Linked DNA regions of Mus musculus: regions 1, 2, 3, 5 and 6 are each linked to region 4. Evidence: chromatin contacts called from public HiCAR-type, HiChIP or PLAC-seq and promoter capture Hi-C data. All regions are on one chromosome and are shown on one strand. Each heading gives the region's core, a stretch centred on a gene start, on an enhancer-like site or on the middle of the called end of the contact. The rest is flanking DNA. Distances are from core to core; before and after follow the strand shown. Region 1 holds the start of 1810073O08Rik (RIKEN cDNA 1810073O08 gene). Region 2 has its middle 10 kb from the start of Gm35125. Region 3 has its middle 15 kb from the start of Gm35457. Region 4 holds the start of Dync2li1 (dynein cytoplasmic 2 light intermediate chain 1). Region 5 holds the start of C430042M11Rik (RIKEN cDNA C430042M11 gene). Region 6 holds the start of Kcng3 (potassium voltage-gated channel, subfamily G, member 3).

Region 1 (3,551 bases), core at 175-2,674, 710 kb after region 4:
TAAATCTTAAAAAAGGATATATCCTTTTTCATTGCATTTATTTATACATACACACATATATGCATATACATATATTTCTAAAGTGTGTATATACACATATATATGTGCACACATGCACATGCGTAGAGGACTGTTTTCAGGATCTGGTTCTCTCCTTCCACCATATGGGTCCTAGGGATTGAACCCGGGTCACCAGGCTCAGTGATATCTCCCTGAACTATGATATATTCTAAGAAACAAAAATCATGAACCAGACAGTAGAAAAAGATGTTCGGTTAGCCTCCAGGAACTCTATATTCACAGCTGTTATGGCCTGAACCCAGACCGTGCCAACTCCGCATGGTACCGTCTAGCAGACTGGAGTGAGGTCTAACCTCAACTTGCACCCAGGATGAATGAGAACAGTGGGAGGGGCATGGGGGTGAAGTTCCTGCCCTGGGTCTTCGGCTGCCTAAGGTCTTGTTTTGCTTCTTTGAGGAGACCTGCTCCTCCCTCCCTCAGCCTTAGTGTCTCTGTTCCAGGGCAGTACCAATTCTAAGACCTTGATTAATTCTTAAGGAATATTCCAAAACTATCATCTAAGAGTCAAGACCCTGGGTTCAAGATCTGGGATGACTGGAGTATCAAGTTAGGAAGACTGGCCAGAGCAGATCAGCTCCAGAATAATAGAGCTATGAGCCCCAGACCAGCCAAAGCTGACGGCACTGAGCAGGACTTCACTGGTCTTCCGCTCAGGAAAACCCCATTCTGCCCTTAGCCAGCAGGAGAAAGAAAACAGGAAACACATGTTCTTAAAGGGACGCTGTGCACCTAGACTCAAGATGCCCTCCAGGGAGTCTGTGCCCTACATGGGGGCTTCTTACCCAGCCTGGGGAACCTGCCCTGATCGGCCCTTGAAGAAGAGAAACATTTGTCAAACTTATACAAAAAACACCAAAACTGTAGGCAGGATATTTGTAGTCTTACTAATTCCTGTGCAACCTTGAGCAAGGGGGCTCAGCCTCTCTGGGCCTGTGTTCTCTCTCTCTCTCTCTCTCTCTCTCTCTCTCTCTCTCTTTTCTCTGCTTCACACACCTCACTGGCTTTGCAACTATAAAGTATCACACACATAAAAACAAGTAGGAATGCCAGCGAGTCTTCCCATGCTCCCCACCGCTCCCCGTGCTCCCCTCCATTCCCCGTGCTCCCCACCCCTTCCTGCAAGTTCTAAGTTCCAGGATGCCTCCTCCAATTGCCCCAGAGGAGTGACTCACCCATGATGGCCCCTCTGGCATTCATCCTTTGCTTCTTCTCCTGTCAGGAGCTTGGCATCCTTCTCATCAGGTGTCTGGTCATCCTGTCATAAACTCAGAAACACCTTGAGGTCTGGCAGCCTGGCTACTCTTCATGTCCCTCCTTTTGGCAGCAGGTGTGTAAGAAGCCCTGGCTAGAGGTACAAGGCCTGGGTGAGAGAAAGCACGTTGTGACGTGCCTGAGCTCCACCCACATCTCTTCCTTTGATCCAGTTCTGACTGATGGGGACTTTTGGACTTGACCATCACAGTTGCTGGGCCCAGGTCACCGAGCCCAGAGGAGAGCAACCTGAAGTGGACTCTAGGGTCTCTTAGAGGAGACTTGGGAGGCACTCAGAATGCCTGAAGTTTTAAGAGGATAATGTGTGTACCAGCTCGTTGAGGGTGTCCACCTGTGCCCTCCATTTCCCCTCAGGAACATCCATGGTTTTTCCTTTTAAAACCGGGCCTGGGACCAATAACCTACCAAGCATCTTAAAGAAGGGCTAAGAATGGCTGGGCAGTGGCGGTGCATGCCTTTAATGTCAGCACTCAGGCAGAGACAGGGGCAGGGGCAGGGGCAGGGACAGGGGCAGGGGCAGAGGCAGAGGCAGGTGGGTCTCTTTGAGTTTGAGAGCAGCCTCATCTATAGAACATGTTCCAGGAGAGCCAGGGCTACACAGAGAAACTCTGTCTCAAGCAAACAAACAAACACAAACGAGGAGAGCTAAAAGGCCTCCTGAGGAGGGAGCATCCTGGGCTATGGGCTCAGCTCTATGAGCAGAGCAGAGCAGCTAAAAGCATGGAGATGGGTGGGTGTGAGCCTGGTCCTCACCGTGAGAACAAAATCTAAGCGGTAGATGGTAGCACCCAGGCCGAGGAGACAAGATGAGCTTGCGCCTCCTGTCTCTCTCTCTCCTGTGTGCCTGCTGACTGCAGAGGACTCTGAGCCATCCCATAAGGAGAGCAGAGTCATTGAGAGTCTGGGCCCCTGAGGCAGCACACAGACAGCCTCCTCCCAGCCAGGAGCCCACCCCAGGCGGTTCAGTCAGGGAAATGTGAGGATCTGTTTGTTTTACCAGCAAACATTACAGTGAGGCGAGTACTTAATGGGGGCAAGACTGCAGGAAAAACGGCCCGACGCTTCTAGTATCTTCTGGCCCACCTCCAACGTGGGCTTTGGAGTGTGGTCAGGTTCCCTCACTCAACCCTGATGTCATAAGTGTGCTATGTCAGAAACACAGATGAATGCGTTGGAGTCCTTTCACGATGTCAGCATGTGTTGAGTAACAAGAAATCTACAAGGTACAGCTGCTCCACTGGCAGAATGTCAGCAAGTAGCCTCGCTTGCCTTGATAGCTCTGGCCAAGGCAAACACCGTTTCTTTTTATTATAATCTTAACTGCTAATATTAACTCTCAGATCATACATCATGCAAACACATGGACACACAGAGAGAGAGAGCTTTAAAAAAGCAAAACAAAAAAGTCCACAGAAGTGTTCAAGAGATTTCAAAAGAGACCAGAGAGGCATGGAAACATCAAAAAGAGTCTCCAAAGGGGAACAGTGGACCAGGATGGGAGCTCTGCTGAGTGATCGCTGGAGCCCTGCTGCTGATAAGCCACAGGTTTGAGCAGAGTTCCAGAGAAAGGAGTCTAAAGGCAGAGGCAGTACAGAACTGTGGAGGCTGGAGGAGCAATAGGCGAACAGGTCTGGATATACGGACAGACAGAAGACCCAGAGAGACAAACGGGAAGATAGGCATATCTGCAAGTCAAGTAGGCTGCATCAACAGTGGGGACCAAAGTAAGCAGAGGTCCCTGGAACAGCTGGGAGCTCTCTCTTTTAGGGCCCTAGGCACACCCTCTGCATGAGCTGGGTGGCCAGATGATGAGCTGATGGGGCCATGGCTATTGAAGAGTTAAGTGTCCTTCTCCCTTGGGGTCCTTTAAGGGAGTTTCACCCTTTCCGGTCTGTTTTTCTTGACATGATTTTTAATATGCCCTTCACTCTTCTAGACTGGATTTATTCTAGGCTGGCACCCAAGAATAAGTCGTTTATCACTCTTTATCAAGTGGTTGGTGGGTCCCATAGATGGCACTGTCCGCATGTCCACCTCTTCCATCCTCAGAATGGAGTCAAAAGCTACTTGCAAAGTGGAGTTTCTTGGGCCAAGGAATAGTATGAAAACCACTATTCTATTCAATAGAGAGTAAGTTAGGGTGGGGCACTGCCTGATCATGTGTCATGGTGGGCCCGGTAGATGGAAGCTTTAAGCCT
Region 2 (3,766 bases), core at 129-2,628, 740 kb after region 4:
CTGTGGGAGGCTGGCTGCCGGTGGCTTGGCAGAATTGGTTTGTTTGGTTTTCATTGTAGACATTTCTACATTGCACAGTCATGGTGGTAAAATTCTTAGGAGCTGTCCTTGGGGGATCTTTGAGGGTACCCAGACCAGAGTAGGTGAAAAGCTGTGCTGAGAAAGCCCTCTTAGACTGGCTATGTCAACCATTCGTGTCTGCTGTACTGAAATCACCACAGCACCAAGGGAGCCATGATCAGCTTCAGGTCGCAGAGAACTTTGGGAAGACGGTGCCCACCACTTGACCTACTTGAGAAATCTGGCCCAAGGGACCCAGGAGCAACATTTCAGAAATGGTTCTTACAATGTATAGTTGCCCGACTCCCTTCTTTGGAGGAAATGCATCCCTGCCCCACACACACATAGAATCTAGGACTGACACAAACACTCTGGAAAACCAATTTGAGCCTTAGTTCTCCACCCTTGGACTGTCCAGTCCTGAGAATCAACATATGCCCTTTTGATTCAAGCTTGTTTGAATTGGTCTTTGGTCACTCATAGCTAAAAATGTCCGTAGCTAAAATTTATACGTGGATAATAAGTGAAATATGCTTCCCCCAGACGTGGCCAACCCACATGTGCTGTGGAATAGCTCTGGATGAGGCCCAACACACAATCATAACCTTACATAAAACATTATGAGATATTCGGTGCTTTTTTTTCTTTTTTGTAATTCAATTGTGTGGTTCTTGAGTGTGATTTTGTAGACAGTGTTGTGTCGCAATGTCAAAAGGTTGCCCATGCCTGCAAGTTTTAGCCAAAGAACAAAATCAAAATAAGAATGTTTTCCCAGAAGCAGAGGCTCATAGACCTCTGGGGGGAAAAGCAAAGAGATGTGGACAGGAAGGCTGGGAACTATAGGCAAAAGAAACCCCACTCTGCTCCCTACAATGGAGAGGGCCCACATCTCACACATAGGTGCCCACGTGCACACACACATGCACAAGCACACTTGGAACATGAAGAGTACATGGATCCTTCCTTGTCTCCCTTGGAATCCAACCCTCATCATCGGTAAACATGGTCTCCGGCTCTAAGCATCCTCTCTCATGACTGACACGTGAGTCCTAGAGTCAACAGGAGACAGAGTCTGCATGTTATGTGAGCCTTGAATTAAGCTGACTCCTACATGAAAGATAGTAGGACAGACTAAATGGGGTAAGAGAAAAAACCAAAACAAAACAGATGTGCTTATCAGTCGAGTCCTTTCTCGTAAATAGTGTGAGTGTAATAGCACTATCCCGTGATAGTAACAAGCACACATTTTGTTCCAGGGCGACTGGCAGATTAGCACAGTGCTTGCTACATTTGTGAATCACAGGTATGGAACGTTTTCCAGGATACATAATTTATGATTCACCTACATTTGCACATATGCATCTTGGTATGCAAATGCATGAAGCGTGAGACTGACTCTTTACTTTGGCAACTAACCAGACATGGAAGAACACCACTACAGCGAGTGATTCACCGATATACGAATGTCAACTAAGATATCACTAAGACTTCAAAACTCAAGCTTAAAGTTAGCCTCGCTTAAACATTTATTTTTATATGTGTTTGATGAAATGTACCAGTTTTAAAATTTTGATGGATCCGTGTGTGGTTTGAATGTAGGATGGACTCCGTAAGCTTGTGTGTTTGAACTCTTGGTCCCCAGCTCATAGGACTGTCTTGGAAGGCTATGGAAGCCTCAGGATACGGATCCTTGAAAAAGTGGGTCACGTAGGCACATAATGAGGTTCTGTAGCTCAGCCCCTGTCTCCTCTTTGCCTCCTGACTGTGAATGCCAAGTGACCAGCTGCCTCACCTTCCTGTCATGGTGCCTCACCAGCCATGATGGATTACAGCCCATCTGAGAGCCTGAGCCAAAAGAAACCCTTCCTTCCTTATGTCACTGTGTCGGGCATTTTGTCACAGAAGTGAGGAGAACAACTAATACGATAATTTTAAAAGACATTTTTATTAGTTATTTATTCACCTATGAATTTTGGGTCTGTGTATGTACATTCCCATGCACACTGCAGCATTCATGTAGGTCAAAGGACATCTTGCAAGAGTCAGGTCTCTCCTTACACCTTGTGCATTCTGGGGATCAAACTCAGGTCCCCAAGCTTGGTGGAAAACTCAGTTACTTGCTGAGCCATCTCAGTGGCTCTAAAGACAGTACTTTTAATATTTGCATGAGAAGGTCAGGGTAGATGGCTCTCTGAGTAAAGTGCTTCCTGCCCAAGTATGCAAGCCTGACTTCCATCCCCAGCATCCAGATAAAAGCCAGGCGTAGCACAGCTGTGGGCACCTGTAACCCCTGCAATAGAGAGGGAAAGCTGGGACTTCCTGTGATTTACTGATCTACCAGTTGCACCAAGTCAGCAAGCTCCAGGTTCAGTGAGAGATCCTATCTCAAAAACATTATGTGGGACTGACCGAGACAGGCACCCAACAAGACCCTCATGCATACATGTGCACACCTATACAAGCATACACACAAACAAACGTTTTTACCTGAGAAGCAATCTTAAATGTAGACCTTTTTACAGCGTACCCAGCTATTTTAAAATTAAAATAGGTGAACTTTCTGCGTGCTGATTCTTTGCTTCTGTATAATAAAAGCCAAACCTTAGTGGCTTACAATAACTTACTTGGCTTTCACCGTCCTGGCCTGAAAGCCAAGTGCAGACCTGACAGCATGGGATATCCAAGATGGCAGCACCTTCATCCTCTTTCTCCTGCCTCAGATGGATGGACGGAGCAAAGGGGTATATGTAAGCAGATCTGCTTTCACCGTGTGGCCTATCTTACGGATGTCTTGACTTGCTCACTAAATAATAGTTTAGGACTGTGGTTCTCAACCTGTGGGTCTTAACCTCCTTGAAGGGCAAATGACCCTTTCACTGGGGTTGCCCAAGTCCATCAGAAAACACGGATATTTACATTACTCTTTGTCTTAGTTAGGGTTTCTCTTGCTATGAAGAGAGACTGTAACCATGGCAACTCTTATAAAGGACAACATTTAATTGGGCTGGCTTACAGTTTCAGAGGTTTAGTCCGTTATTGTAATGGAGAGCATGGCAACATGCAGATAGACATGGTGTTGGAGAAGGAGCTGAGAGCTCTACATCTTAATTTGCAGAAGGAAACTGTCCCACTGGGTGTGGCTTGAGCATATATAAGCCCTCAAAGCCTGCCTCCATAGTGACACACTTCCTCCAACAAGGCCACACCTCTTAATAGTGCCACTCTCTATGGGCCAAACATTCGGACACTTAAGTCTATGGTGGCCATACTTATTCAAACCACCACACTTTTCATAATTCTAGCAAAATTACAATTACGAGGTAGTAGTGAAAATAATTTTGTTTGGGGTCACCAGAACATGAAGAGCTATATTAAACTGTCACAGCATTAGAAAGGTTGAAAACCATTGGTTTAGGGGGAATCAAACTCCTAATAAAACAACTGGTCTACCCCACAATGAATATTCTTTTGTTGTTTTCTCTGTGTAGCCTTGGCTCTTCTGGAATTCACTCTTGTAGTTCAGGCTGACCACAAACTCACAGAAATCCATTCATGTCTGCTTCCCAGTTGCTGGAATTAAAGGCATGCATCACCACTGCCTAGTCACATGAGCACTCTAAGACACCAGAGAGAAACCAAAAGGCTTTTATGACCTACCCTCAGAAGTCATATAGCGTCATGGTCACTGCTTCTGTGGATCCAAAGT
Region 3 (3,340 bases), core at 231-2,730, 650 kb after region 4:
CAGCAGCATCCAAAGAGGGTACACTATCAAGTCACTCACTATGGGTGGGATGAAAGTTCTCAAACGTCCAAGGAGTAGACACCGAGAACACTGTTTCCAGAATCAACAGGATGTAGTCTGGATGAGGCTGTCCCCTTACCTGAACATTGAAGAAACAGCATCGTTTGAGGCTGGGGACATGTTGGATGAAGGGGTTCTCGTGTATCCTTCAGTACCATGTCTGATCATAGCAGGTGCTCTAAGTAGGAGGCGGGCAATCAGAGGACAGGCTCTCAAGGAATTGCTGGGGAGAAGCTCTGATATCCACGGGGAGGGAAAAGCTTGCATGTTCTAGACACCCTATCCTTCTGAGCAGGAAGTAGAGAAATGTGACTGCATGACCCTATTAGTTCACATTTATGTTAGGACATTCTGGAAGTTTCCAAATGAAGCTGGGAAGGATGGGGCGGTCGTGAAACTTTGGAAACTATACTTCTGCATATAGTTCAGATTCACCACCCACAGGAGGGTATTGCCGGTCCCACACCCAAATTCTACATTACCATTGAAACCATGTGCTAAAATCTGCTCTGAGCATCACCTTTCTCCTCTAGATGAGGTGGTGGCACGTGCCCCAACTGCTCATGGATGCTGGCTGGGTAAGAGCTCTGAGAGGTGAGCATTTGTGTGCCCAGAGAAATAAAAAGAGGCTGGGAGGAGGAGGAAAGGGGTGGGGTGAGGAGGATGTGAGGGACAGAGGTGAAGAAGAGGGCAAGATGAGAGAGGGCATGGATGATGCAGACATCAAAGAAGAGGGTGTGGGGCAGCTTTCCAGACTTCTGTCTCCTGAAAGGGGCAGAATGGGAGGCTCACTGGGCCACTGACCTAGGACCTCAGACTTGGTCAAATCACTCATGTCAACTGGTTCCCAACCCCCTCGTCTCTTTCCCCAAATACCCTGGTCTAAAGCAAACCCTTGAGCCTGCCAAGCATTCTAAGGATGGGGTTGGAGTGCTTACAGGTGGGTGGGGCCTCAACTGTCACTTCTGACACCTATTTGGTGCTCTTAGGAACAAGGGGGTCCTAGCATGTGAGATGGAGGAAACACTTGGAAGACAAAGGCCCAGCAAAAGGCAGTGGGTAAACAGATAACACCAAGGAGGGAACAAGGGCCCCAGGATCAGGGAAAAGAGAGAGGACCTAGCTTGTGATTCTCTGTAATAATAATTCTGATGTAGATATTCGTTGCCACTCTTAAGAAGAAACCGAGGCTTAGAGTGTGGGTGAATCAGACGGCTACCTGGTATGACCCCACCTGACCACCACCCCATTCTGTCTCCTTCCTTGGCTCGGGACTGGCCCCCAGTCGGTACAGCCTGTTTCCAGCGGCTAAGTGGAAATGGCTGTGACTTAGCTCACAGCTCCCTGTTGCTGATGCTGGTGCTCACTGGTCATTGCTCCGGGCTGGGCTTCTACACTAATTAGATGCCTAGAGGCTGTGGGCAGACTGGGAGGGCTGGCCTTGGGAATCCCCCTGGACTCCACACCCCACAAACTCCAGAAGCTCACAGCTGAAAGAATGAAAGCGCTTTTCATGGAATTCCAACAGGAAAACCACAAGAACATTCCTGCTGCTGAGATCCAGCTGAGAGCTGGAAGCCATATGCCCTGCGGAGGAGGCTGGGCATCGAGTGGGAGAGGGGTTGGATGGAGGGCTCATCCCATTCCCCAGGGTGATCCAAAAAAAAATTCCCCGACCTCTGACCTCCCTGGAGTTTAGCCTCCTGATGGGGGCAGGTTGTTTCAGAGGCAGAAAGTACACTTCCCAGTCTTGCTGTCTGCTCACAGTTGGCTACCCTGTCCAGGGCACATTCCCTCTGGTTCCTCGTCTTTCAGTGGCAGCTGCTGCGTCTCCTGCTCCACCATTGGTCTTGCTAATAAGACAGTATGAGGACATGGAGCACAGGAAAGACTCACTCTTGAGGCTATAGGGATGGGCTCAGTGGGTAAAATGGCTTCTGTACACATGTGAGGGTCTGCATTTGGATCCCAGTGCCCACAAAAGATGCCAAGTCCGTGATCCCCACAGTAGGGAGGCAAAGGTTGGCAATTCCTGGGGCTTGCTGGCCAGCCAGTCTACAGTCTAACTGGATTGGTGAGCTCCAGCTTCAGTGACAGATGTTGCCTGCCTCAAATATATATATACACACATATGTATATATATACACACACATATATATCCATATATATATACACACATATATATCCATATATAACCATATATAAACCACATATATAAAAAACCATATATATAACCATATATATATAAAACCATATATATATATAACCATATATATATAGTAGAGAGTGATTGAGGAAGGCAGGCAAATATCTTATGCTGATCTCCGGCCCTTACACGCCCATGCATATACACACAGATGTGCTCATGCTCACTGCACACAAGCTTATGAGTGTGCATGCCCAGAAGGCCATACTCCGGAACTTAGTTGCCTCTCCAAACAGATGTCTTCAGCAGTCGTGACTGGAGACATATACCACACATCTGTATCCTGGGCTCTCGTGATGTGCCTGCTCTCTGGCTGAAGGGTGAGCACAGCCCAGTTAGAGGAGCCCAGAGGCCTCCACCAGGAAGCACCGTGACAGTATGAAGGTGCTGAAAGGGAAACGTCGTCGAGCTGCCCGCACGAGCAAGCCATGGTTCAGCGCTAGCAAGCTGGTGAGAAGTTTCTAAAAATATTGGTAAAGCCAGCTGTGGAGGGGACATTCACCTCAGAATCAGCAAATGTCACCCAATACAATAGCTGAGAAGAGGGCCCGCTTTCCTCTGCTGGACGAGCGGCTCTTGCTTTCTGTCTGTGAATGTTCTCAGAAGCAGAGCACATTTAGCCCTGGAGGGGCAAATAAGAAACTAGCTGGATGGGCCACCATAAGACAGAGCCTTGCAGGGCGAGAGATAATCGTTAGCAGTTTCCTAGCGTCTTCCGGGATGTGTGATCTAAATTAAGGTCCTTATGGTTCAGGCTGAGTCTGTGCCACAGCCTTTCCTTCCTTCCTGAGGGTTTTCTGTGCGGCCACAGGAAGTCCCGGCTGGAAGACTCTGTTCCTTATTGTTCACCTGCCAGTCTGCCTCCATGTTTTCTGGCCAACGGCCCCTGACCCCCCAAAGGCGGGAGGACACCTTTCTCTCTCTCCCCCATACTCTCTCTCCCCCATACTGAGAATCTTGCAGTGGCTCCCTGCTCCTCTCCTGGTGTTCCAGATGGTCCCACCCCGACCCATGGCTGTCTTCTGTCTTATCCGTGCTCACGCTCAGCATTGCTTGGGATAGTAAGTTCTCCCA
Region 4 (3,355 bases), core at 652-3,151:
AGATTTTTCTCCGATTTCAGCTCCGTCCCCTTCGCTCCCATGACTTCTCCGTTTCTCTACCTCAGCTTTTGCGATTTCCCAGAGAGTTTCACTGCATAAGTAGAAAGACAAATGGCACAGAAACAAAAGGAATCCTTAGAGATATTTATCTCCCGCAGAGAAATTTTATTTCAGTAAGATTTATAAAAATACTATTTCTTGATAGTCAATAGCTAGGTAAAACACTAGAGGACTTTTTTTCTAACTATCTTCACTTGGAAACGGCTCGTGAAGAGTACTGACAGAGCGCCCTAGCATCCATTCCTCTGCTGTGAGCAAACACCGCAACAAGGCAAGGATTTATTTTCCTCATATATCCAGGAGTCACGGTGCGTCGGTAGGTTAAGGCCACAGCAGTTTGCCTCAGCCAGACAGTCACACCCACAGCCAAGAGCAAAGAGAATGACAGCATGCCTATTTGCCCTCTTGGGGTAGGCTAGCTGTCCTCAAGCTCTAGGGACCCGCCTGTCTCCACCCCTCCTCCTAAGTCCCGAGTTTACAGACATGGGTCCCGCACCTTAGGTTTACCAGCTCAGGTCCTCATGCTTGAACATCAAGGACTTTATGCACTGGGCCATCTTCCAGCCCTCACCAAGTATTTGTTGAGCAACTAATGCATGCAAGCCTCTATGCTAATCCTCTAGTTCAAATCTATTGTCTCTGAAATGTCAATAAAAAAAAAAAAGAATATCTGCTTTGGGGGCCACAGTGATTGTTACATTGTCACTGTTCATTTAGTTTTAAACCACAAAAGCTATTGATGGCCTATAATTATTACCAGACTAGAACCTGAATCAGGGCTGGTGATAAAGTCTAAGCCGTTACCGTGCCTGCTCAATTCCCAGAACCCCACAAACAAAACGGGAGTGTTTTAAAATGTCAAAACAGGAAGACAAAGTCAAAATCGAAATCCCGAATGATCTGAACTCTTATTTCACAGGCCGAGGATTCTGCTTGCTCTGTTTACACACCAGTCCCCCAAAATATGGTTCTCTGTTTCTCAAGTACCCAGGGAAAGGAAAGGGTTCTTCAATCTGCCAAAACCCAAACAAAGAAACAAAACCCCCGCACTCACAGTTTCACTACAGTAACCTAAGCTGACTCAATTCCAGCCCGGAACTTCATAAACTCTACCGCAGCTTGTGCCTCTGATCCACAAAGTGGATCATACTGCGCCCTGGTGGACCCTTGGCCCTCTCCCTGACATCTTTGTAGGCCATTCGGAGGGAGGTTCGGGTACTTTAAAGGAACCTGGTAGAGATAAATGTTCAAGTGTATTTCATAAGCCATCAAGACCCCCAACTCTGCGCCTTCAAGGAGATGTTACACTTTCCTCCAAGGTACAGAAGCCCTGTGACACCAGGCAGGGGCCCCTGGGGAGAAGGCTCTGTGGTCTGGTTCACCACCATGCCCTGGCCCGCAACAGCATGTGGCTATCTGAAACACTTCACTGCAATCAGCGAATGGATGGAGTTGAAGATCTTTTCAAGTCGCTTTTTTTTCTAGTTTGTGACAGAATCCTCAAGTTATAGGTCGGGGGGGGGCGGGGAGCGGGGAGGGAGGGAGGGGTTGAGGGGGTTGAGTAGGAGGGTGGGATAGGGATGGAGGGTGGTGACAGCGAGGTACTACTGCTCCGACCAGCTCCGCATCGCCCACAGCGCCAGGGCTGGGTACCTCTGCTCCAACCTTCCGTATCCCTTCCCTATTCTGGTGGGAAAGAGGGCAGGTCGTGAGAGCCCCGCAGGCCGGTTCAGCAATACCTGGGCATGGTGGCTGCGCCGCCCCAGAGTTCCTGGGCTCCGCGTGAGGAACAACCCTGACCCAGGCAGGCTGCAAACACCTAGTTGGGCCAGAGAATGCAGGCTCCTCGGTTGCCATGGCAACGACGTCACGGCCGAGGTTGCGTCCCAAAGAGCAGCCTCATGGGAAGTGTAGTTCTCCACCTTCGGCTTACTTCTCCGTATTCAGCATCAAGCCCTAGGATGCCAGATGATATGGTGAGCATGCTTGTGCATCTGGAATGAAAATGTTGGGGGCTTGAAGGTTTTGTTTGTTTTTGTTTTTGTTTTTAGTTATACGGAGTGCAGACTGCATGCCAGGAGCCTCTGCTCTCTTATCGTTACTTTTTTCCTCTAGTGCCATGATTTGGAAGCTGAAACAATGTTGGGCAGTTACCTAATAAAACATAGGAGGAAAAAATTTCAACTGTTAAAATCAAAACAAGGAACAAGGTGTGCAAACTTTTTGCCCAGTTTTCTCCTCCTCCTCCTCCTCCTCCTCCTCCTCCTCCTCCTTCTTCTTCTTCCCCCTCCCCCTCCCCCTCCCCCTCCCCCTTCTTCTTCTTCTTCTTCTTCTTCTTCTTCTTCTTCTTCTTCTTCTTCGACAGGGTTTCTCTGTGTAGCCCTGGCTGTTCTGGAGCTCACTCTGTAGACCAGGCTGGCCTCGAACTCAGAAATCTGCCTGCCTCTGCCTTCCAAGTGCTGGGATTAAAGGCATGTACCACCACTGCCCAGCTTTGTCCAGTTTTCTGAACATTTGGATGTATGATGTTTTATGAAGCAGTGGATTTATTAATAAGTCAATGAAGTATGTGTTCTCCTACATACTTAATTTGTTTTATGCAGGAGGGCTTATATTTGTTTGAACTTTGTGGGCTCTTTATACATAGGCAGGAATCCCCACAAACTTATATAGAGTATTGCTCTGGGCAATACAGAGTAAGACATGAGATACAAACCCTTTTAAAATAGATGGACACAGCTAATTGTAATCATAACTCAGGGAAAGCAAGCTATTGTAGGAAAGGTACAAAGTGACCACAGCTGAAGCAGTTGACAAAGCATTCATGACAGGCTTGCTATTTGACCTGTTCTGAATGTTGAATAGACCCAGGTCCCAGATCCCTGAATGTCTGAAGGAAATTCTCTCCAAGCCTTTGGGTTCAGTTTCTATGGTGGGACGTATAAGAACATTGGGGTTTGGAATAAGATGAGCTGAGATTCAGTTCCTAGCATGCAGAAGGTTGAATGAATCCAAGGTCTCCTGCAAGCCAGGCAGGTGCCTTGCACCACGAGTTACCACCTCAGCCCTATTGGCAGATTTGAATGTAGAGACAGAAGGAGTATATTCCTGGAAATGAAGCAAAGTGTAGGAAAGAGTCAGGTCAGAAGGTCTGAGGCGAAGGTGTTCAGTGGAGGAAGGACGTTTTCAAAGACAGCCGAACACTCCTCACTCATTGCCCTCTGCGCTCTGGTGCTAGCCAGCCGGTGGCCTGTGAACTCCTGTTACTGTAATGACTTGGGATTCTGGGTTTACA
Region 5 (3,528 bases), core at 763-3,262, 770 kb after region 4:
CATAGATATTCTCAGTTTTCTTCATTGTAGGTAACAAATATAAATTCATCCACAACACTTGAGCCACAAAAAAATGTCAGTGTTGACACTCCTCAGGGTGCCTTGGACCCCAGGATTCCACACACATTTACTCTTATCAAGATCATTTGGAACCATGTCATGAAGAGTCAGGAATGATAGAATATGGGGGTGGGGGATGTTCTGGAGCGATGGCTCAGTGGTTGAACACACTTGCTGTTCTAGTAGAGGATCAGGGTTCAGTTCCCAGCACCATGATGGCTCACAACCATCTGCAACTCCAGTCCCAAGGGATTTGATGAGGAAACTGGGCAGGCAAGTAGTGTACATCCATGCATGAAGGCAAAACACTTACATATAAGATAGATAGATAGATAGATAGATAGATAGATAGATAGATAGATAGATAGATAGATAATAGATAGATAGATAGATAGATAGATAGATAATAGATAGATGATAGATAGATGATAGGTAGATAGATAATAGATAGATGGATAGATAGATGGATAAATAGATGGATGAATAGTTAGATAATAGATAGATAGATAGATAGATAGATAGATGATAGATAGATAGATAGATAGATAGATAGTAGATAGATAGATAGATGATGATGATGATAGATAGATAGATAGATAGATAGATGATAGATAGATAGATAGATAGATAGATAGATAGATAGATGGTAGATAGATAGATAGATGATAGATGATGATGATGATAGATAGATAGATAGATAGATAGATAGATAGATAGATAGATAGATAAATCGATCGATAGATAGTGTCCCCTATCACTCTTGACAGGATGTTTCTGGTCTATACTATTGCTTTGCTTTGAAATAAAACTCCTTTGCTTCTTTGCAATTTGTTTCTGCCTTTATTTTAGTTTTCTTGAATAAAAGTCTGGGAACCTGGAAACACCAGATCCAAGCAACGTCTGCTGGTTACTACTGGTTTTGTCCCAGTAATGGGTGCAAGTATGGACATTTGAGCCTCTCGTGGCCAGCACACACATCTGGTTCTCCCTTCATGGCAGTTTGATCTCCCAGAAACATGGGGAGAATTGCCTAAGTCTTTTGAGGTTTGGTCTTTTGCTGTGTATTGTAGGGCTAAGTGCAAGCCCCTAAGACCTGGTTCCCTGAGAGAAAGTCTGAGTGTAGACCCAGTGACTTTGCACCCAAGTTATTTCTCATTGGTAAATAAAGATGCTGACAACCAATAGTTGGACAGAAGAGACATAGGTGGGGTTTAGGATTCCAGGACTGGGGGTCTGAGGAAAACCATGAGGGAGAAGAAGGTGAAGGAGGGAGAGAGAAGCCATGGGTTCTCGAGGGAGAACCTGAGGGCTGACCAATTGGAGTTAAGAGCAGCATAGATGAAACATAGTAAATAATAACTTGGGGTTATTGATAGGAAGGTAGATTCTAATAGCATAGAGGGTAGGTATCTGCCCAGCTCTTGTGCTGATTAAGGCTTATTGTAAATATAAAGGTTGTGTGTCTTTTATCCAGGAACTGAATGATCAAGGTGATAGAGAAACCCCAGATTGGGATTAAAAAATTTCAACAACATATGTCTGGTAGGAAGAATGGAAGGATGCTGCTAACATGACTCAACCCGCTCTGCAGCCCCCACAGCAGAGCAAGCAAGCACCTGCAGCACTGGAGACAGGGCGTGGTCCTAAGGAAACGCTACGTGTAACCAGCTGTCCTCAGCCACCAGGAATAGGACGTGTGTTAGTCACTTTTCTCCTCGCTGTCACACAAAACCTGACATGAGCAACATTCAGGCTGGGTCTCCTCAGTTACACCTCCTGCAAATATCCTTTAGCTACTGTGGTGGTCTGAATGAAGATGGCCCACATAGGCCCATACGGAGTGCCACTAAAGAGGTGTGGCCTTGTTGGAGTGGGTGTGGCTTTGCTGGAGGATGCGCGTCACTAGGGGGCGGGTCTGAGGAGCTCAAGCTGGGGCTTAGTGGCTCAAGGTCTCTTCCTGATGCCTTCGGATCTGGATATAGAATGCTCTCCTCCTCTCAAGCACCAGGTCTGCCTACACACGGCTGTGCTTCCCACCATGATGATAATGAACTAAACCCCTGAAACTAAGCCAGCCCAGAGTATGTTTTCCATCATGAGAGCTGCCATGGTCATGGGGTCTCTTCACAGCAAGAGAACCCCTGACTCAGACAGGTATCTTGTTATATGAGCCTTTAACTTTCCCCTTAGCTGAACGGGTTTTCTTTGCTTGTTTTTCTGTCTTGTTTCATTTTTATATTCCTAAGATTTATTTAGTTATGAGCGTTTGCTTGCATGTATGTTTTGTTCACTGTGTGTGTGTATGTGGTGCCATTAAAAGCCAGAAGAGGGCATCAGATCCACTGGAACTGGAGGTACAGGCAATTGTGAGCTGCCATGTGGATACTGGGAACCAAACCTTGGCCCTCTACAAGAGTAGCAAGTGCTCTCAGTGGCTGAGCCATCTCTCTAGACGTGTGTCTTTGAATTGTTTAAATTACACTTTTATTTAGTGGGGGGAGGGGTGTACTTGCTTGTCACCTAGCATATAAATCCTCAGCATCCCATAAGCTCCCGGTTAATTGGAGTCTCCGTTACTTGCAGGTGTGAGGAGGATCTTGATAGGTTAGAGAAGAAGAAACCTATGTCTTCTACCTGAACTCTTTAAAAAAAAAAAAAAAGACAAGACCCAAGGCTGAGGAGATGGCTCAGTGGTTAGGAACACTGGCTGCTCTTCCAGTTTCAATTCCCAGCACCCACATGGCAGCTCGAAACAGTCTGTAATTCCAGGGGATCTGACACCCTCATATGGACATACATGTAGGCAAAACACCAACGAACATAAGATAAATAAGTCTTTAAAAAAAATACAGCTCTGACAACACCTGGATTTTCACCTTCGAGCCCCATTCAGGCTTCAAAACTAAAGATGATAGATTGGTGTATGTGGCAGGACATCGGGTTGCTTTGTCTTGTCTTGTCTCTCGGGACTGGGGATTAAATCAAAGGCATTATGAATAATAGCCAAGTGTTCTATCTCTGAGCTATATCCCCTGCCTTTTTGTTTTGTTTTGTTTTGTTTTTTGTTTTTTGAGACAGGGTTTCTCTGTGTAGCCCTGGCTGTCCTGGAACTCACTCTGTAGACCAGGCTGGCCTCAAACTCAGAAATCCGCCTGCCTCTGCCTCCCAAGTGCTAGGATTAAAGGCATCCCCTGCCATTTTAAATAAAAAATATATACATTTATCTAATTTGGTTTTTTATTTTTGCCCCACGGAGTGAGTTTGGAGGTGAGATGACGATTGTGAGGAATCAGCTCTCTCTTTCCATCACTGCGGATCCCAGGGAAGGACGTTAGGTCGTCAGCTCAGTGACAAGCGTCTGTACCTCTAATCCATCTCGACCCTGCCCTTTGCAGTAGCCATGTCTGTTTGTCAACTTGATGATACCCGGAATGAGCAATCATCCAGAAGTGGAGGACATACCTATGG
Region 6 (3,688 bases), core at 690-3,189, 990 kb after region 4:
ATAGTAATGTTCAAATCACCAACACAATGGCTGTTCTGTTGCTTGTTGCTTTTAGAATATTTTTAACAACTTGCTGGTGAATTGGCTCTTGCTGGTGTGAAGCCAGGCTGGTAGCTGGTTCTCACCTGCTTTTATTTATTTATTTATTTATTTATTTATTTATTCCTCTGGTCACTGTGTCCTATCCATTACTAAGACCTGCTAGATACTGGGCTGGGTTTCTCATAACTGGCTTTCATTTTTACTGACACGAGGTTAGGGCTTCTATTCCTGGCTTGCTGAAAGAGCCTTTTCCTTAGAATAACCCACGGGGCAGAGCGTCTTCCTAAACTAAGGCTTTCATCTAGCCACTTCTGTTATTAAAGCTTCAGGGATCCCATTGCAGATAGCCCGGCATGGACACAGGTCTTAGAACTCCCGTTGTTCCAGCCAGACAAATGCATTAGCTTTCTTTACAGTCGCTAATCTTTCACATCTGGCATTTGCTCCCCCGGAGTCCCTGGCTCCTTCTGCCAGCACCTCCTTCCATTCCGTATTGAATTCACTTCCTTCAGGATGTTTTCCTTGCTTAGTAGCTACTTAGCAGATAAATAACTCTTGTTTTTGAGCTTTTAATCACATTAAGTGCTTAAAAAAAAATGATCCAAGTCTAGGGATAAACAGCTTATGGAGATTTTCATTCTCTAAGAACCACCCAGGGTGACTTTGTCAGAAAGAGAACTCAAATTTGCAGGCGGCTGTTTTCACTAACATCTATCCGAGAAGCAGAGCAAATGACTCCTTATGGTGACCTCTAGCGGGCACGGGGCAGTCCTACAAAATTAGGAAAGTGGAGGGGGAAAGCAAAACCCTTCCCCAGGTACTCCATGGTCACAGGAGCCCATCTCACCCCTCCACCCTCCCTATTCATTTTTATTTCCAGGGTTTGTTTTGCATCTAACGCCGTCTCCCTTATATATAACTCACCTGTTTCTTGCCTTTGACGGGCTGGGTTGCCGGTGTCGGATGTGTAAACTGCTGTTTAAAATAATGCCTGCCAAGTCGAACCCCACTCCACCAAGCCTTAACCCTGCCTCTGCATTTGAAGGCCGGTGCCGCAGTCGCACGGGGGTGCTACGGGGAGGGAAGGAGTGGACATCGAGATAGCATGAAAAGGAGAATGCAAGATCGAGGCAATAAGACATTCTGGTCTTGCCAGTGAAAGAAAATTCTCTCCAGACTGCTACCCGACTCCACCGGAGGCATCGTGAGAGCGGTGTAGGCGCCTTCTTAGGACCCCAAGGCTGGGAAAGATGGGGGACTAGGGCGAGTCCGTTGGCCCATGGCATCCCTCAGGGAGCAGGGGGTGGGGAGAGCTTGGTGCGCGGCCGCCTTCGGAGCGCACGGCACGTGGGGTGCCCCACGCGCGGAGAGGAAGCGCAAAGTCTGCAGGCAAAGCCGCGACTGGGTTGCCTGCTTTGAGAAATCCTTTGGGGCGGCCTTAGAAGCCGACCAGGGTTTCCAACAGTCTCTGGCAAAGGCTCATCCAGACGCCGTCTGCTCCCTACTTCAAACCTCGCACCTTGGTCCTCACCTCAGCACCCCTCCTTCCCTCCTGTCTCCTCCCTTCGGGGGACTCTTTAAAGGAGCCTGGGGGAGGTGTGTCCATCATCCGGATGGCCCCGGGGCTCCCCGCAGCTCGCATCACGCCCTGCGCACCCCTCCCGGCCACTGCGGGCGGGGGCGCACGGCGTCACGAGGCGGGGAGCCCGAGGTCCGGGGCGGGGCGCCGGGGAATCCCAGCCGGAGCGAGCCGGGAGGTGCGGGCGCGGGCGGGCAAGGAGGTGCGCGCGGAGGGAGCGGAGCGCGCGGAGCCGGCGGGCGAGGAGGAGGACGGCGAGGGAGGCCCCGCCCCCGCCTCCCGGAGCCCGCTCCTCGCCGCCGGAGCCGGCTCACTTTGCCTTTCGCCTCTGGACGGCGGCGGGGCTGCGTGCGCCGGGGACCGGGCAGACCTGCCCACGGTGCCTCGGCTAACGTTCGCCCTCTGGGAGACCGGCGCCACCTGGAGCTGCGGCCAGCCACCCGGATTCGGGAGGGCGAACCCGGGAGCGAGGGGCGGCGGCACTGACACCGCGGGGGACGCGGGCGGTGCGGGGCGCGAGCCCCGGGGGAGCTCGGGCCCCGACGGCGCGGCCTCCCCGTGCGCGCGGCGGGCAGGCCCCCGGGGCGGCCAGCCATGACCTTCGGGCGCGGCGGGGCGGCCTCGGTGGTGCTGAACGTGGGCGGCGCCCGGTACTCGCTGTCCCGGGAGCTGCTCAAGGACTTCCCGCTGCGCCGCGTGAGCCGGCTGCACGGCTGCCGCTCGGAGCGCGACGTGCTCGAAGTGTGCGACGACTACGACCGGGAGCGCAACGAGTACTTCTTCGACCGACACTCGGAGGCCTTCGGCTTCATCCTGCTGTACGTGCGCGGCCACGGGAAGCTGCGCTTCGCGCCGCGGATGTGCGAGCTCTCCTTCTACAACGAGATGATCTACTGGGGCCTGGAGGGTGCGCACCTGGAGTACTGCTGCCAGCGCCGCCTAGACGACCGCATGTCCGACACCCACACCTTTCACGCGGCAGACGAGCTGGGCCGCGAGCAGCCTCGTCCCGCCGGACCCGAGGCGGCCCCCTCCCGGCGCTGGCTGGAGCGCATGCGGCGGACCTTCGAGGAGCCCACGTCGTCGCTGGCCGCGCAGATCCTGGCCAGCGTGTCCGTGGTGTTCGTGATCGTGTCCATGGTGGTGCTGTGCGCCAGCACGCTGCCCGACTGGCGTGCGGCGGTTGCTGACAACCGCAGTCTGGATGACCGGAGCAGGTACTCCGCCAGCCCTGGGAGGGAACCCTCCGGGTAGGACGCACTGCTTTTTTTGCCCGTCCAGTCCGTCCAGTCCCGTCTATCCGTGCCGTCCGTCCGTCCGGTCTCCGTCCTGTCTGCCTGGCAGCTCAGCTAGGCTTTTTTCCTGCCCCAGGAGGTCCCTGGCGCTCCAGCCGAGGGGTGTGAGGAATCTATGGGTCCCCAACCCCGCCCCCTTTTCACAGGCGCAGCCTGTGGTTGTGCTTGGGTCTCACCTTTTAGAGTAAAACCTCCAGGCTTTGTGTTTTAGTTCTGACCAAATAGCAACCTGCTAATTAGATTTTCCAAACTTTTATTGCTAACACGCAATAATTTGCACGATGATTCAGTTTGAGCTAAGAGCTCTTTGAAATATGTGCCAGTACTGGTGGTGTTTGAAAAGATGAAGTCTCATTTCGGTGAAATGTGGTCTGCTTCAGTGCCCACACATTCTGCACACCCTGCTCCCGGCGTAATGTGTGCTGGGATGGAATCCGTATTATAAAGGAGGCTAATTTAGTGATAGACTCTGAATAATGGGTGCCTGTGCCCTTTTTCCTCTCTCCTTTCCGAGCAAGTGTGGACCTAGCAAATTCCTCTCCTCTGTGTGGCATTAAGGATTTGGAGTTTCATTCAGAGGGTCTTCAGTGTGGAGAAGAAAACAAAAACAGCTATTACCTTGGGAGAGAAGAAAAAGCGAAACTTCCCCAAACCCAGAAACAGGATTCGGTCATTGAAGTGTCTTCCCGCCTCCCCCCACTTTACTAGGATGAAAAGAAAACACTTTAATCTTTCCTGAGCTCATGCTTATCTCTTAATGGTGATAGCACTC

The links. HiCAR-type assays count read pairs that join an accessible place to other places. HiChIP or PLAC-seq counts read pairs in DNA pulled down with a chosen protein or histone mark. Capture Hi-C pulls out chosen DNA fragments and counts their contacts.
Region 1: a contact with region 4 is called in a promoter capture Hi-C map of adipose tissue, with 2.9 times the contacts expected there. The contact joins the promoter of 1810073O08Rik here to the promoter of Dync2li1 in region 4. A contact is called at or near these places in 10 of 39 promoter capture datasets (the 3T3-L1 cell line, 3T3-L1-derived adipocytes, hippocampal neurons and 5 more), 2 of 115 datasets of contacts at active chromatin or transcription factors (bone marrow-derived macrophages and memory CD8 T cells) and 2 of 9 other capture datasets (adipose tissue and liver).
Region 2: a FOXA1 HiChIP or PLAC-seq map of pancreatic cancer cells shows a contact between it and region 4. The contact joins the enhancer-like site here to the promoter of Dync2li1 in region 4. A contact is called at or near these places in 8 of 39 promoter capture datasets (the 3T3-L1 cell line, 3T3-L1-derived adipocytes, hippocampal neurons and 4 more), 2 of 484 Hi-C or Micro-C datasets (the N1E-115 cell line and cerebral cortex), 5 of 115 datasets of contacts at active chromatin or transcription factors (T-cell acute lymphoblastic leukemia, acute myeloid leukemia, bone marrow-derived macrophages and 2 more) and 3 of 9 other capture datasets (adipose tissue, embryonic stem cells and liver).
Region 3: a FOXA1 HiChIP or PLAC-seq map of pancreatic cancer cells shows a contact between it and region 4. The contact joins the enhancer-like site here to the promoter of Dync2li1 in region 4. A contact is called at or near these places in 2 of 39 promoter capture datasets (the C10 cell line and liver), 1 of 115 datasets of contacts at active chromatin or transcription factors (pancreatic cancer cells) and 2 of 9 other capture datasets (embryonic stem cells and liver).
Region 5: a promoter capture Hi-C map of adipose tissue shows a contact between it and region 4, with 2.9 times the contacts expected there. The contact joins the promoter of C430042M11Rik here to the promoter of Dync2li1 in region 4. A contact is called at or near these places in 2 of 39 promoter capture datasets (the 3T3-L1 cell line and hippocampal neurons), 3 of 484 Hi-C or Micro-C datasets (the N1E-115 cell line, double positive thymocytes and nephron progenitors), 5 of 115 datasets of contacts at active chromatin or transcription factors (T-cell acute lymphoblastic leukemia, bone marrow-derived macrophages, craniofacial prominence and 2 more) and 1 of 9 other capture datasets (adipose tissue).
Region 6: a HiCAR-type map of astrocytes shows a contact between it and region 4, with 3 times the contacts expected there. The contact joins the promoter of Kcng3 here to the promoter of Dync2li1 in region 4. A contact is called at or near these places in 1 of 39 promoter capture datasets (liver) and 1 of 115 datasets of contacts at active chromatin or transcription factors (astrocytes).

Annotation. Positions count from the first base shown.
Region 1 is chr17:83,915,807-83,919,357 of GRCm38.p6, reverse strand. It overlaps 1810073O08Rik (RIKEN cDNA 1810073O08 gene), which reads right to left and starts at 1,424. Exons shown (of 2, transcript NR_166916.2): 1 at 1,254-1,424.
Region 2 is chr17:83,882,858-83,886,623 of GRCm38.p6, reverse strand. No RefSeq gene overlaps it. Among named protein-coding and RNA genes, the nearest start is that of Gm35125, 10 kb to the right of the region's middle. Within about 2 kb of position 1,378, at least 33 of the 459 cell types and tissues checked have an H3K27ac peak or open chromatin away from gene starts, as enhancers often do. A contact at or near this core is called in 3T3-L1-derived adipocytes and pancreatic cancer cells, where this site is marked.
Region 3 is chr17:83,977,576-83,980,915 of GRCm38.p6, reverse strand. No RefSeq gene overlaps it. Among named protein-coding and RNA genes, the nearest start is that of Gm35457, 15 kb to the right of the region's middle. Within about 2 kb of position 1,480, at least 64 of the 459 cell types and tissues checked have an H3K27ac peak or open chromatin away from gene starts, as enhancers often do. A contact at or near this core is called in pancreatic cancer cells, where this site is marked.
Region 4 is chr17:84,625,021-84,628,375 of GRCm38.p6, reverse strand. Dync2li1 (dynein cytoplasmic 2 light intermediate chain 1) reads right to left here and starts at 1,901. Exons shown (of 13, transcript NM_172256.2): 1 at 1,800-1,901; 2 at 1-91. The coding sequence starts at 1,807.
Region 5 is chr17:83,852,902-83,856,429 of GRCm38.p6, reverse strand. C430042M11Rik (RIKEN cDNA C430042M11 gene) reads left to right here and starts at 2,012. Exons shown (of 2, transcript NR_155491.1): 1 at 2,012-2,214; 2 at 3,456-3,528.
Region 6 is chr17:83,630,146-83,633,833 of GRCm38.p6, reverse strand. Kcng3 (potassium voltage-gated channel, subfamily G, member 3) reads left to right here and starts at 1,939. Exons shown (of 2, transcript NM_153512.1): 1 at 1,939-2,871. The coding sequence starts at 2,216.